Regions from separate parts of the Mus musculus genome. Here region 2 is linked to region 1. A link is a contact called in public promoter capture Hi-C data. All regions are on one chromosome and are shown on one strand. Each heading gives the region's core, a stretch centred on a gene start, on an enhancer-like site or on the middle of the called end of the contact. The rest is flanking DNA. Distances are from core to core; before and after follow the strand shown.

Region 1 (7,506 bases), core at 1,806-4,305:
TGACTCACAACCATCCATAATGAAACCTGATGCTCTCTTGTGCTGTGTCTGAAGACAGCTACAGTGTACTTACATATAATAAGTAAATACATCTTAAAAAAAAAAAGAGAAAAAGAATGAGGCTTAGAGAAAGAAGGCAGGGCTGAAAGTCGCCCTAGCACTTGGGAGGCAGAGGCAGGCAGATTTCTGAGTTTGAGGCCAGCCTGATCTACAAAGTGAGTTCCAGGACAGCCAGGGCTACACAGAGAAACCCTGTCTTGAAAAACCAAAAAAAAAAAAAGAAAAAAGAAAAAGGAATGAGGCTTAGAGAAAGAAGGCAGGGCTGACTATCGCTCTAGCACTTGTTAGCTGAGTGTTGGACAAGTCACTCCACTGGCCCCCGAGACTTGGTTTCACCTAAAACATCTTCCTCATGGAGTGGTCAGGATGGTTTTGGTTTTTTGTTTGTTTGTTTTTGTCCTGAACCCCTTGAGAGTTTAAAGGAGTTTAGACCTAGGAGCAGAGACTGTTGCCAGGAGCGGGGCAAGTAAGAGAGTGCGGGGCAGAGGGGAGGGCAAACACAGAAGCACACAGCACAGAAGCACACAGCGGAACCGGACCTTACGGACCTGCAAACCTTCCCATGCTAGCTGTTTGGCGGGGATTCAAGTATGTAGGGACAGAGGAGATATGAAGAGAGGAACTACTGTAGGAGTGTGAGAGGTTTGGTCGCAGTTAGCAGAAGCAGTGGATCTGTGTCGGCAAGCTCTTCCTGTCACCTGTCCAGATGAATATGGAGAAAATCTCCATTTGTACTCACTACCCCACTACCCCAATTCTGAGAACTCACCTACCTGGGTGCAGGCCCTTACCTCCACGTTGGAAAAAAACCCTCAAATTCCATATCCAGTAGCTTTAGCTTACAAGTGTTTATTAGCCCACGTTCCCTTCTTTTGCTGTGGATTCATAGGCATCACGGACCACCTGAGGCATGACACATCAAGTTGTTTTTTTTTTGTTGTTTGTTTGTTTGTTTTTTCAGAAAGCCAACTGCCAGTGCTGGGGTACATGAAGGGCAGGATTCTAATCACATGTTTTTTGTTTTTTTCAGGTACCTGCCATGTTGCTGTGTAACCCATGATCACAGAGTCTTCCAATATTCCCTGGTGCACAAGAATCAAGGCACTATACCAACACTGAAGGACTTGGGCCTCATACTGTGGTGGTTAGCTTCCCCTTACAGGAGCTAATGCTTTAACTTTCCAGGCTGTGAGGAGGTCAGAGGCCAGTGGCTGGTCCACCATCTCCATGTGGCTGACACTTAAGGGCTGCACTCCCAGGCCGCCCTGGAAGCAGCCCAACTTGTCAACCCTTGGCTGGGTATCATGGTTCTCTTTACAGTGGGTCTGGTCTATCCACCGACTGGCCTCACTGCTCCTTGCTCTCCTTCCAGGTGGGTGGAAACTTCCTGTGGATCAGGGTGAGCCCACAGAGGATGAGGAACACCCCTCCCCACCATAAGATCTCCTGGCACTCTCCATACAGCAGGTAGCCTAAGATGGCCTGTGGAAGAGACAGCTGTAAGGGACCTGGCCTACCCTGGTAGGCTCCACCATTCCTTGGCTGATTTCTTCCTGAGGGGCTAGAGGCCAAAGTCTGGTGCTTTGCATCCAGCAACCACCTTCATGATCAATCCACGTATTTCTGTCTCCTCTGTGGACGTAAGAGGTTACCACCCCAGCTGAGCACTGAGGCTCAGCAGGCTAGCAGGTAGGGCCAGTACGGACATAGCTAGTACCCAGTAATCATAAACCCAAGTTAAGCTGTCTTCCAATTCAAGACTGGGTTCCCTTGACCAGACCCCCTAGACCCCATAGCTAATGTTAGAGTTCTTGATTGAGATAGCTGGTGTTATCCCAGAGTGACATAGGTTTCACTCCTAAGTTTTCCATGTTTAACTGTTCCTTGCCTGGAGACAGCCCAACTTTTGTTTTACTCCCTGTCCTTTCTAGAGCCTGGAAAATCAGGGGTTTCCCAAGGACAACTAACTCACCAAGAACCCTAAGAACAAGGTCACCAGGCTACTCACCGAGCAAAGTATGTTCGAGAAAGTCACTGTGACAGATGCAATGGCTGAAGACATAGAGAAACTGAGGCCCCGGCTAAAGAAGGTCCACATCAGAGAATTGGCGCTTGCCATGGCAACGATGCCTAAGACACATAAGCCAATATTGACCTGCAGGAGAAAGTGTCACTGAGCTACAACCACCATGGGCATAACCTTGAAAGACTGGGAGATGTTTACACGTCTCATACAAAGCATATGCGGACCCTGACTGATAGGCAGAGGAATTTGCCTGCAGACAGGGGGCAGGGTTATCTTCCACGAAGACCTCAAATTTCTTGTAGCTGAGTAGCCTTCTGGAAAGATATGACTTTACAAAAGGACTGTAAGTCGCCAGAAATCTATATCAAGCAGTCCCCTGTTCAGGTCAGGATCGAATTCTCTGATGCAGAAGCTCCGCAGGCGCTCAGTCCGAACTCTTGCCAAGGACAGGAAGAGATGGGCAACCGGTTATCTCACCTTAGGTGTCACGTGCTAAAAAAGCTATGGCAAGGGGACTTAAACTGAGAGGTGGGCTTCGAGGTCCTCCCCCAGGAGGCAGTGCCTAAAACCAGGTGGTCCAACATGGGCGCAGGCGGGAACCCAGGTTAAGCCGCCCTCCTCCCCGCCCCGCCCCGCCCTCCCCCGCCCCGCCCTCCCCCCGCCCCGCCCTCCCCCCGCCCCGCCCTCCCCCCGCCCCGCCCCCGCGTGGCGCCCCGGGCTGCACCTGGCTCCCGAAGGCCAGCTTGGCGGCGGCGGCGGCCAGAGCCCCGAACGCCCCGGCGCACAGACAGTTGAACACGCCCCAGAAGCGGCGCCGCATCGCGCCTTTCTGTAGGCGAGCGGGTAACTCCACGGGTGAGTCAGGGTAAGCGGCCGCAGACACGGCGGCACCCGAGGACTGCGGACCGGCCGCCATGAGGCCCGCTGCGCCCGCCACGGCCGACTGCCACGCACGCCGCCACCCGCCGTGAGCCCGGCTAGGGCGGAGCCAGGCGAGTGAGGCGAATCTGCTGCAGTGGAGTCCGGAGCCGAGCCGAGCCGAGCCTACAAATGAAAGGAATCTGGAGCCCATACCCTGCAGCGTGTGCAAACCCGCGACTAAGGAGAGCCTGCGGCTCCGGCGAACCTGGGGGATGGGAATCCGGTAGCGAGGACCGTGCGCCACTGAAGGAAGCGTGCTACCGAGAGGTACCTACTGTGAGAGAGGAATCTGCTGACGTGAACTTGGGGAGGAGGGGAGTTTATCTCCGAGGAGAACCTGCGGCGGAAGTAACCTTGTTTCTGAAAGAGCCCTGCAGTCAAGGGGAACCTGCTTCTGAGAAGACGGGGAGGTCTGCCACTTTACATGGATGCGCACCTAACATGCTAATCCTGAAGCCAAGCTGCACCTTCAAAGCACCTCTGCTCCCTCGTGGACGCAGGAGATGATGGATCTGGAGACCGGCCGCTTGAGACAGAACGTTGTTTGGGAAAACGTTTGTTCTGCCTGGACCATCAGAAGCACAGTCACTTCTAAGTTCGTGTAAAGTAATTGAGAACGACAAAAAAATTGAAAAAACAACCAAAAAAAAAAAAAACCCAAACAAACCGTAAAATGTCATCTACTGTCGGTAATTCCAGATGCTTAGGATGCTGAGGCAGTTAATGGTCATCCTGAGCAACTTAGGGAGACATTGTCTCACTTGAGAGGGCTGGCAGCCAGGCATGGTGGCACACACCCGTAATCCTAGCACTTCTGAAGCTGAGGTAGAATTACTGAGTTTGAGGCCAGCCTGACCAACAGAGAGGTACTAAGCAAGCCAAGGACTTTTTGAGACTCTCAAAAAGTTTTTGTTTTTGTAATAAAGGAGAGTTGGGGTTATAGCTCAGTGCTTCCATAATACATGAAAAATCCTGAATTCAGTCAATGGCAGTGTGTATGGATATATGTTAGGGATACATTTCCTTAAAGGAGAGCTGTAGAAGTGTATAACGTGAGCTAAGTGTGGTGGTTGGTACACATGAGGAAGCAGAGGCAAGTGGATCTCTGTGAGTCCGAGAACAGCCTGCTCTAAATAGCTCTACATAGCCAGGGCTACACAGCAAAACTTGTTTTGTTGATATATAAAATACAAATAATATTTAATGTATGGGGCTTGGAAGAAACACTTTATTCCCTGTTAAAGAGCTTTTTCATGGACATTCTTACATGCTACCTTGCTTCTCATGCGGGTGGTTTTGTGGATGAAATAAAAGGATGGATTACTGGGGTTTGGAGAGATTGCTTAGCAGTTAGGCAGCTTGCAACCTTCCCACAAGTGCCTCCCAACCTCATACCTCCAGGGGTTCCACTATTTTCTGGCCTCCAAAGGCACCTATCCTCATGTACATATATATACACCTGAACACAGATACACATTAATACATAAAATTAAATTTTAAATAAAAAGAATAGATTATCCCAATTAGTCCTATGTGGTATAAACCACTCCAATTTGCAGATAAGGAAGTTGAGACTCAAGGGTACTCACTGTACTATTCCACTTAATAATGGAGATAGTGTGTGGCAACAACTGATAGGAGAAGCTAAAACAAATCTAAGCTGCATCTGTCAAAGACTTTATCCCACGGATTATAAAGGTAATTAACAGAAATGACCTTCATGTTCTGGCAGAGTAAGGTAAGTAAGTAAGACAACTAATTCACACATCTTATGCATGCTCTGTAGAGAAAAAGTGGGCAACAGTGTATTGTCTAGCTATATGACTTCCAAAATTAGTGATTTAAACCAAGGAAAGTTAGGGGGTTGATTTAGGGTATTATTTGTGTATCCATGTCAGAACCTGATTGGCCTGGGTGTGACGGTGTGTAACTAAAATCCTAGGACTTTGGAGGCAGAGGCAGGGGGATCAGGAACTTAAGGGAGTTTAAAAGCAAACCTGGATTACATGAGACCCTGCTTCTCCTATAGCTTTGGTTACTATGGCCCTTGTACTGGCTGGTTTTGTGTCAACTTGACACAGCTGGAGTTATCACAGAGAAAGGAACTTCAGTTGAGGAAATGCCTCCATGAGATCCAACTGTAAGGCATTTTCTCAATTAGTGATCAAGGGGGAAAGGCCCCTTGTGGGTGGTGCCATCCCTGGGCTGGTAGTCTTGGGTTCTATAAGAAAGCAGGCTGAACAAGCCAGGGGAAGCAAGCCAGTAAAGAACATCCGTCCATGGCTTCTGCATCAGCTCCTGCTTGAGTTCCAGTCCTGACTTCCTTTGGTGATGAACAGCACTATGGAAGTGTAAGCTGAATAAACCCTTTCCTCCCCATCTTGCGTCTTGGTCATGATGTTTGTGCAGGAATAGAAACCCCGACTAAGATAGCCCTCAAAACTAGGGCTGGAGAGTTAGCTAAGAGATTAAAAACACTTGTTCTTGCAGAGGGCCTGGGTTTGGTTCTCAGTACTGGAATGGTGGCTCACAACCACTAATAACTAATTCTAGGAGATCTGACACCCTCTTCTGACCTCAAAGGGTGCTAGGCACACATGTGGTACATGTACATACACAAAGGCATAGTATTTATACACATTGTTTTTAAAAAAGATTTTATTTGAAAAACTGGACATGTAGAAAATGGCCATAACAGTTACAAAACAAACCAATATATATGAACAAGTTCAATACAAAACAGCCATCGGATTCACAGCGAGTTTATCAAAGGCGAATCTAAGAAGAAAAGGACCCACTGGCCGTGGTGGCGCACACCTTTAATCCCAGCACTCGGGAGGCAGAGGCAGGCAGATTTCTGAGTTCGAGGCCAGGCTGGACTACAGAGTTAGTTAGTTCCAAGACAGCCAGAGCTATACAGAGAAACCCTGTCTCAAAAAACCAAAAAAAAAAAAAATAAAATAAAGTAAATAAAAAAAGAAGAAAAGGACCTGACTAGAATTCACCAGAGACCTCAGCTACAGACTTTTAAGGGTCTTCCAGAATGTACACATGACTTGGAATGCATTGTTACTTAACAGGCTGCTGAGTTTGCATGCACACTATCCATCGGAACACTCGGGATTAGTGCGCACCATGATTCATAGTTAAGGTCTTTTAGTTTAGTTCTACCATGTGAGCAAATACAATCCCACTTTTAAAGAATCAATCTAAACAAAGTGATGTGTATGAAGATAGCTGGGATCCTTAGAATTCCTTCTTTTTTTCTTTCAAAAATAGATTTTCAGCACGCAATTTTTCTGTCTCCTGTAATTAAAATAAAAAAGGAAATTAATTATTATAGGAGCTGTTTTCTTAACTCATTAAGGATATATTCAAATTAAAGCTACAATGTTTAATTTATAAGTTAATATTAAATATCTGGCATCTATGAGAATTTAACCTGAATTACCAGTATTATTGGGTGGCTCACACACACTTATTATCCCACCCACTGCGAAGGCTGAGACAAGAGGACTGCTGTGAGAGTTCTGTTTCAGACTGGATTTCAGAGTATGACCCTGTCTCAAAAAACCCAAAGTGAAATAGCAGTGACAATTTTCTTTACTAAAATCTCTTTAAAACCACCATTTATTGAGAATAGTTTCAGTTTTACCTCAGTAAGCCTGATATTTTCCTTCTTCAGTCGTACTACATATTGAATCTTCTGATGTAGGTTTTGATGACCTACCAATTTTCCATTTTCCTCAGCAAGAAATTCTAGTTGCTTTTTCAGCATTTCCATTTCCTGTCAATCCAAGGATGGGAAGATCACATTATGTATCTCTTTTCAAGAGCTCCAATCAAGAGGTGGTCAAGCTTCTGTGGCCATATATCTCTGCACACTAGAGAAACTGAACCAGAGATTTGGTTTTTGCTTATTCTACTTAAGTATTTCTACATAGCATGGAAAACCCAACACACCAGGAAAGTTCTCTCTCTTTCTTCATACATTTCTTCCAACTTTGACCGCAGTTGCTCCTTTTCCTGAAATGCTCTAGACTCCAAAGTTCTGGTTCGCTCAATTTCCTCACTCATTCTGTGGCAGGCCTTCTCCTTGCTGTGAAGTGCACTCTGGACTTCTTCTAGACTGGAATAAGCATCAGGTTATGGTATTTCAAGGAAATAGAATTATAAAGCAGGATTCAAACTAGGTTTTTTCTTCTAAGTACAGAATTTTGATTTGAAAGCATCACTGATCTTCAGGTCTCCTGTACAGTTGACAGAAGAGCATAAGCTAGAACTGGACTGAACCTAGGTGACAGAATACTTTCCTGACATGGCCCAGGCCCTCAGCTTCACCCTGAGCATGGAAGAGAAAGTGTACTGAATATCAGATATGGTTGCTTTGTTAGTCAAGACTTTCATCTTGAGAAAAACTCATCAAACCATTTTATTTATTTATTTGGAGCCAGGCTCTTGTGTAGCCCAGGCTAACCTCATAAAAATTTAGTATAAAA
Region 2 (7,506 bases), core at 1,442-3,941, 480 kb before region 1:
TTTGAGTGACTGATTGATTGAGATAATGTAGCCCTGGCTAACCTGGAATTTGATATGTAACCAGGCTGACCTTGAACTCAAAGAGATCCACCTGCCTCTGCCTCTGCCTCTGCCTTAGAGTTCCTTCTTTTTCTTCTTGAGACAGGGTCTCACTATGTAGTACACTGTCTTGGAAATCACTACGTAGACCAGGCTGGCCTTGAACTCACAGAGATGGGCCTGCCTCTGCTTCATACCTTCTGGGTTAAAAGGTGTGTGCCACTACACCCCCCAGAGTTCCTATTTTAAATTGAAAAACCAATTACTACTAAGAAAATCTAAGCTTCTATACTCTTTTTAAAATGTCCTCACATCAACCACTCAGAATAGCCATGCCCCTGACCTCCCACTGTTGGACTAGCCCACCTCCCATTTTGCCTTGTTGCTACCACACCCACACCAAAGGCCATCTCCACTTGAAACCTCAACTACAAGGCTCCTCCATAAAAAGGCAACCTTCTGCAGGTGACAGTGCAGCCCTGTGTCCTGTCCCTTTGCCCAGTAGGCTACACAGCATTTGTCCAATCATAAGCATTTCTCTATCACTTGGAGACATGTTTTGCAGACGCTGCAATGGGATGAAGAGCAAAGGTGACTGCATTCAGCCTACCTGGAGGAAACTGTTCTCCCACAGTGGGCAAAGGGGCTTCCCACCTTACCTGGATCCTGCATGAGGCCTCACAAAAGTGGCCTAGGCTGGGGCTCAACATTAGAAAAAAAGAAGAGAAGCTGTTGACTATCCTTAGACTTTGCACAATCCTGAGGCCACCAGATTTACACGAATACCCAAAAAGGAAAGGAAAGGAAAGGAAAGGAAAGGAAAGGAAAGGAAAGGAAAGGAAGAGAGAGAGAGAGAGAGAGAGGAAGAGAGAGAGAGAGAAAGAGAAAGAGAGAGAAAGAAAGAGAGAGAGAGAAAGAAAGAAAGAAAGAAAGAAAGAAAGAAAGAAAGAAAGAAAGAAATTACTAAATCAAGAGAAAAGTGAGTGGGGCTTTTTCTCAGCTAAAGGCTATCTACCCTGTGGTCCTGCCAGTTCTGAGAGTTCTGGGCATCAACAGGTTCTAGAAATGGACCATACCATTGTATCAAACTAGACTAATGACCCTAGCAATACTCTGTCCCTCCCACACTAAAGATGAAATATCCCCAGAGGTACCGTTTGCCCACTGGTGTTGAGTGTCTACTTACCAATCACCTCCTCTAGACCTTGCACTATTCAGGCAAGGTGCTGGTGGATGCCCAATATCACCTCCAGAGTGTCCAAAATCAAAGTGTACCAGCTGATCCTCATGTGCACATGAGGATGAGATCCGAGTGAGAACAGCACAGCATTGCCTGACTCTCTGGATGCCCCTGCTTCTACCCTCTCATGCACTCTGCAGTTCCTGAGCCAATCCGTGAGGCCATCACTAACCCACAAAGGAAGTACTTAAAGCCACTTGGTGCTACAACCATTGCAGCAGACCTCTTTCTTCAGCTGCCACCGAACACGTGGCCTCACTTCACTCAGTGGGAAAGGAAGTTCAGATAGCAACTTCTCAATCACTGTAAATTTGCCCGTGATCTCCAGCTCCTGGCCTCAATGCCTCTCCCCCTCAAAGGAAGAGGGAGTTTAAAACAGCACACTTCACTTCAGCTAAGCCTGCTGACGGCCCACTGCCAGGTAGCCCATGGACACACTCTTCTAGGGGGAAATCCCAAAAGGATACATAGCATTTTAAAGGACAATTAGACACATTTTTTTTAAAGATTCATTTATTTATTATATGTAAGTACACTGTAGCTGTCTTCAGACAATCCAGAAGAGGGAGTCAGATCTTGTTATGGATGGTTGTGAGCCACCATGTGGTTGCTGGGATTTGAACTCCGAACCTTCAGAAGAGCAGTCGGGTGCTCTTACCCACTGAGCCATCTCACCAGCCCCACATTTTTTTTTTTAACTCACCCAATAATTTCACAGAATCCTTCCTGAAGGACAAAGAGATCCAAGAATATTCATAAAAACAATACCAACCAGGCTGGAGCGACAGCTCGCAAGTTAGCAGCATGTGCTGCTCTTGTGAGGACCACAGTTATGTAGGCATAATGATATTGTGCACTGTGTAAAGTTTACCCTCGTGTTGTTCAAATGCTGATTTCTCTGCCCTCACATCTTGTTGCAATCTGGGCCCGGCACTGTAATGCTTGTGTCAAGAATCTCCTGTCTTAGGTTTGTGTAAACAACGTTCATCATTTATTCTCTGCCTTGTCAATAAAAACTGGAAAAGCCAGTGACTGGGAAATAAAGAGAAGATTAGAGAGACTCTAGAGGGCTGGAGAGGTGGCTCCGTGGTGAAGAGCACTGCCTGCTCTTCCAGAGGTCCTGAGTTCAATTCCCAGCAACCACATGGTGGCTCACAACCATTTGTAATGAGATCTGACGCCTTACATATAATAAATAAATAAATCTTTAAAAAAAAAAAAAGAGTAAAGAGACTTCTGCCAGCCATGGGGGTCTGGAGAGACACAGAATACACCTGAAGCCCAAAGGGCCAGAGCAATAAAAAAACCCAAGTATATTTGGGATCTTGGCTGGGAGGTAGCCTGTAACCTCCCCCACCCCCTCAGCCTGAAACCTGTTTGCTCAGGTTTCACTGTGTGCATCGGGGTGGAGCCTGCCGCCCTATCGTTCTGCCACTCCCACTGCCGCTGCCTGCCGCCTTGCTGTTCCGGAGTCAAACACGAGGTCACCTGCAACTTTACTCCAGGATGATTTGGCAGGAATGGGCCCCTCCCCCCCTCCTTCATAACTCGATGCACGAAATAGTAAAACTGAGCTTTGATCAGAATCTTATCTTAGCTCCGTCTCTCTCGCGTCGCCTAGCCCCCTCTTCTCTTCCAGGTTCCAAGATGCCTCTCAGACTAGAACCCAGACATGTGAGTCGCTGGCCAGCCACAACAGTAGCCAGATTAGATTAAAGGATTAGAATAGTATTATAATACCTAGTTGTTGTATTTAAGCCGAAAATAAATCTTGGTCTCTCTGTGTCATTATTGGGAAACTAGCTACGATAAAGAAAACAGATGCTGTATTTATTTACTGCATACATTTATATTAAAATTGCTGTTATAAAATTCCATTCCCAGTACCCACATCTGGCAGTCTGCCTGTAACTTCTGTGCCAAGGGGATATATTGTCCCCTTCTGGACTCAGACACAAACACAATTTAAAATAAATCCTTAAAAAAAAACTACAGTGACAGAAGTCAGATCATGGGGGCAATCCTGTAAGGGTATAGCACTAACAACCAGCACAGGTCTCTTCCTAAGTTTCTTCTTGGAACAAACAGTCCTGCTACTTGAACCCCAGTGGGACCAGTTTGGGTACACATGCACCTGGAGGTCCAAGGCTGATACTGGAACCCTCCTCCATCTCTCTTCCATCTTGTTCATTGAGATAAAGTCTCTCATCAAACACAGAGGTCACCAATATAGCTAGACTTGCTCTGCGGATCCCCGGTCTCCACCTTCCAAAGCTGAAATTGAAGGCGGATCACCACATCTACCCAGGATTTGTGAGTGCTGGAGAACCAAACCCCAAAGACTGGGTTAGAAGTGGCTCTCGCTTGTGGGACAAGGGCTTTAACTACCGAGCCCTACAGTAATGAGATTTTACAATCAGTTTTATATGAAGCCTAGAGTAGAATACAGGGCATATCATTAAAGCTTTTTTTTTCCCTAGGAAATATTGCTTAATAAAACTTCCTGGCTTAAGATTGGTAGAGTAAATGAACTGTGTACCATGCACAGACATGAATGTCATGCCATCTTCCAGGAAGAGACAGAAGCAACCCTGTCCAGAGGAAGGGAACTGGACAGAGATGGTTCCCAGAATCAAACATCCCAGGAGGAAAGGGAAAGGGGGCTAAAGGCAGCAGAGGACCTGGTTTCAGATTTTACCAGGATGTATCTGACTACTGACTGGTCAGAGCTTTAGAAAGACTACTGGCTGGACAGGAGGACTCTTCCTAACAACAAAATGCCTGACACTCCTCCTGGCCACCCCTGGAGAAAGTTGTCATATTGGGGTGTGTGTATGTGTGTCAGGTACTGTACTCTAAGTCTGCATTCATGGTTACTTGCATAAAATTAGGATCTGACTATCCCTGAAAGAAAAAGTGACCCAAGTGAGTCTCCCAGGAAAGCACAGAAACCAGACGGAAAGGACTTTTCCAACAAGTAAATAGAAAAAAAAATCACTTCATTCAAGGGTTTTCAGCTCTGTTTTTTTTTTTTTTAAAGATTTATTTATTTATTATATGTAAGTACACTGTAGCTGTCTTCAGACACTCCAGAAGAGGGAGTCAGATCTCGTTACAGTTGGTTGTGAGCCACCATGTGGTTGCTGGGATTTGAACTTGGGACCTTTGGAAGAGCAGTCCGGTGCTCTTACCCACTGAGCCATCTCACCAGCCCCAGCTCTGTTTTTTATCCCTAGACTCTTTTGAAGGGTAAAAGAGTATGTTCCCTCAATCAATTCCCTCTAACATAAGATTACTGAGCATTTAAAAGCACATAAGTAGGAGCTGAAGATGTGGCTCATTGGGGTGCAGTGTTTATCTAGCTTGGCATCTCAGTACAGAAATACACACACAAGCCAGCTAATATGGATACTAGGAATCAAACTTGGGTCCTCTGTAAGAGCAGGAAACATTCAAAACTGCTATCGCTTCAGTCTAATGTCTCTCTGCCTAAAAACGTAATAAGCTGCTGCTAGCTTTTCTCCACCCTGACTTGTGCTTTCTGTTCAAAGATACCTTATCTAATATATAGTACTGATTAGTTAGCATAGAACCACATATAAATGCAATATGAATTCATTTACATTACGGTTTAGAACAAGCAAAACTATTAAATGGGGCCAGTAGGATGCCCTGGCAAGGTAAAATGCTTACTGCCTAAACCATATGTGATGGCTATTCTTGATTGTCATTTTGACTATATCTAGAATTAACTAAAAACCAAATGGCTGGAGATACCTGTAAGGAACTTTTTCTCAATTAAATCATGTGTAGTGGGAAGATCCACTTCTAACCCAGTCTTTGAGGTGGAAAGGTAGACCTTTAATCCAGATCTCCTGGAGGAGGAAGATCCACCTTTAATCTGGGCCATACCTTCTACTGGCAGCTGTATAAAGGACATGGGAAAAGGAAGCATGCACACTTTGTTTGCTCTCACTACCAAGTCCATTCCTTCACTGGCGTTAGAGTCTACTTCTTTGGGAGTTCCAGCATCTACTCATGGCCAACTGAGACACCCAGCCTCATGGACTGAACAACTACTGGACTCTTGGACTTTATGTTTTGTAGATATAGCCATTGTTGGACTAACTGGGCCACAGCCTGTAAGACATTCGAATAAGTCCCTTTTCTAAATAGCCAATAGATAGATAGATAGATAGATAGATAGATAGATTCATTCTATCAGTTCTGTTCCTCTAGAGAACCCTGATGACTAATACACCTGACAACCTGAATTTGATCCCCAGAACCCATATGACAGGAGAGAAACGAACCCTGAGAATTGTTCTGTGGCCTCCAAGTACATGCTGTAGTATGTGTGCCTATACACGCATAAATAAAAATAAAACTACTAAATGGGGGCTGGAGAGATGACTCAGTGGTTACAAGCATGCTTCCTTCCAGAGGAAGGCCCTTTCCCAGCACTCACATCAAGTGGCTCACAACTGCCTGTAACACCAGGTCCTGGGGATCCAATGCTTTTGGCCTCTGGACTTTTGGTACTTGCACTCTCCTGTATATACCCACATGCAGATACACACATACATATAATTAAAAATAATTTCTAAGAGTTGTAACTCTTAAATCTAGGCATAATGTTACTGTGCAGTGTGTAAAGATTATCCTTGTATTATTCATATGCTGATTTCTCTGCCCTTGTATCTGGCTGCAATCTGACATGGGATTACAATGCTTATTTCAAGTATCCCTCACCTCAAATTTGTACAAACATTGCTCCCCATTCATTCTCTGACATGTCAATAAAAGCTGATCAGCCAATGTCTGAGTAGAGGAGAAAATAGGGCTGGATTCTGATCCCAGCCAGGGGATGGGGACAGGAAGAGGAAGAGAGGATTTGCAATGAAGAGAGGGTCGAAAAGACACCATGGGAGAACACCTAGAGCAGAGAAAGCCAGATCAATACTAAAATGTAGTATCATCAGAGATGCATCTGGCTATGGCTGAGTCATAGCCAGATTATCTTAGAGAATGAAAGTGGATTAATTCTGCTGAGCTATTGTGCCAAAAAGCTAGACTAAGTAAATCTTATAGTCTCTGCCTCATTTATTTGGGAGCTAGTCAAAATAAAGAAAAAAACTGTCACTTAAAAAACTTTACTAAAACTTAAATGATTTTTTTTAAAAATCAGAAAAGGGGTTGTCTATGAATGGACACTAACTTGGAAGAGGTAACTTTCTGAAGGACAGAACTATTTTCTGTCTTCTTTGGAGTATGTAGGTGTCAAAATATACCAACCTCCAAAATGCATGCACATTTTGCTGCATGGAAACAAGGTACTTAAAAACCAGTCACAGCCAGGCATGGTAGTACATGCCTTTAATCCTGGCTCTTGGGAAGCAGAGGCAGGGAGATCTCTCTGAGTTTGAGGCCAGTCTGGTATACACAGTGAGTTGTAGGACAGCCAGTTCCAGGACCTCTACAGAGAAATCCTGTAGCTACAGTCACAAATTCCTCAACTCTCCTGTGATGGAGACTGGGTGTGGAAGGCTGTGACTGCTAAGAGTAGACAGAGCATATCAGCTGAACTGGCACTAAATGGCAGCTAGGCCGGAAAATGAGAGAACTAGACGTATATATAGACTTTCCGCTGAGCATTCAATGCAGGCAAAGACCTCCCAAAGTACCATCCATTCTTTGCTCTCTGGCTATGAACTTGGGTAGAGCTGTCTCTTCCACACACTACACACCCACTTCCATGCATGGGTCAGACAGAGAGCTGCAGTCAGGGGCCACAGGCAGAAGAGAGGTTGCTGCCAGCTCCCGTCTATTCAGTTTCTCACACTGACCTCTGGCTGGCCAACAAGGAGCCTCTGTTAAACCCTTGCCACAGGAGCGCACAGCCCCAGCTCTGTCAGGCCAAGGGTGGAAGCCGCCTGGAACACCTCCCAGCCCGTGCCCCAACTTGGCTGCCTGCCACCTTCCCTCCCAACAGGCCTCTAGGTGGGCTTAACACTAGGCAAAGCTACAGAGCCCCATGGCAGGGCAGAGCATCGACAAGCAGACTGGTAGCCTGCAGTCTCCAAGGAGCCAATTCCCAAATCATCTTTTTCTGGACAGGAAGTGCTTGCTACCTTTGACATCCCAGACCCTGTGGGATGAGCAGTCTTAGGACTCTGCCTTCACTCACTAACAGAAGAGTACATTTAAAGAACCAGCAAGTTATCTCC

Evidence for each region. Promoter capture Hi-C pulls out the DNA fragments that hold promoters and counts their contacts.
Region 2: a contact with region 1 is called in a promoter capture Hi-C map of cranial neural crest. The contact joins the enhancer-like site here to the promoter of Tmem42 in region 1. A contact is called at or near these places in 7 of 39 promoter capture datasets (the C10 cell line, cranial neural crest, embryonic stem cells and 4 more), 1 of 484 Hi-C or Micro-C datasets (spermatogonial stem cells), 2 of 115 datasets of contacts at active chromatin or transcription factors (astrocytes and memory CD8 T cells) and 1 of 9 other capture datasets (adipose tissue).

Annotation. Positions count from the first base shown.
Region 1 is chr9:123,016,875-123,024,380 of GRCm38.p6, reverse strand. It overlaps Tmem42 (transmembrane protein 42), which reads right to left and starts at 3,055. Exons shown (of 3, transcript NM_025339.4): 1 at 2,811-3,055; 2 at 2,069-2,215; 3 at 890-1,542. The coding sequence starts at 3,002. The coding sequence ends at 1,408. Kif15 (kinesin family member 15) reads right to left here. Exons shown (of 35, transcript NM_010620.1): 33 at 6,971-7,136; 34 at 6,663-6,794; 35 at 5,648-6,313. The coding sequence ends at 6,254.
Region 2 is chr9:123,492,061-123,499,566 of GRCm38.p6, reverse strand. All of the region lies in intron 1 of Limd1 (LIM domains containing 1), which reads right to left. Among named protein-coding and RNA genes, the nearest start is that of Limd1, 17 kb to the right of the region's middle. Within about 2 kb of position 2,691, at least 28 of the 459 cell types and tissues checked have an H3K27ac peak or open chromatin away from gene starts, as enhancers often do.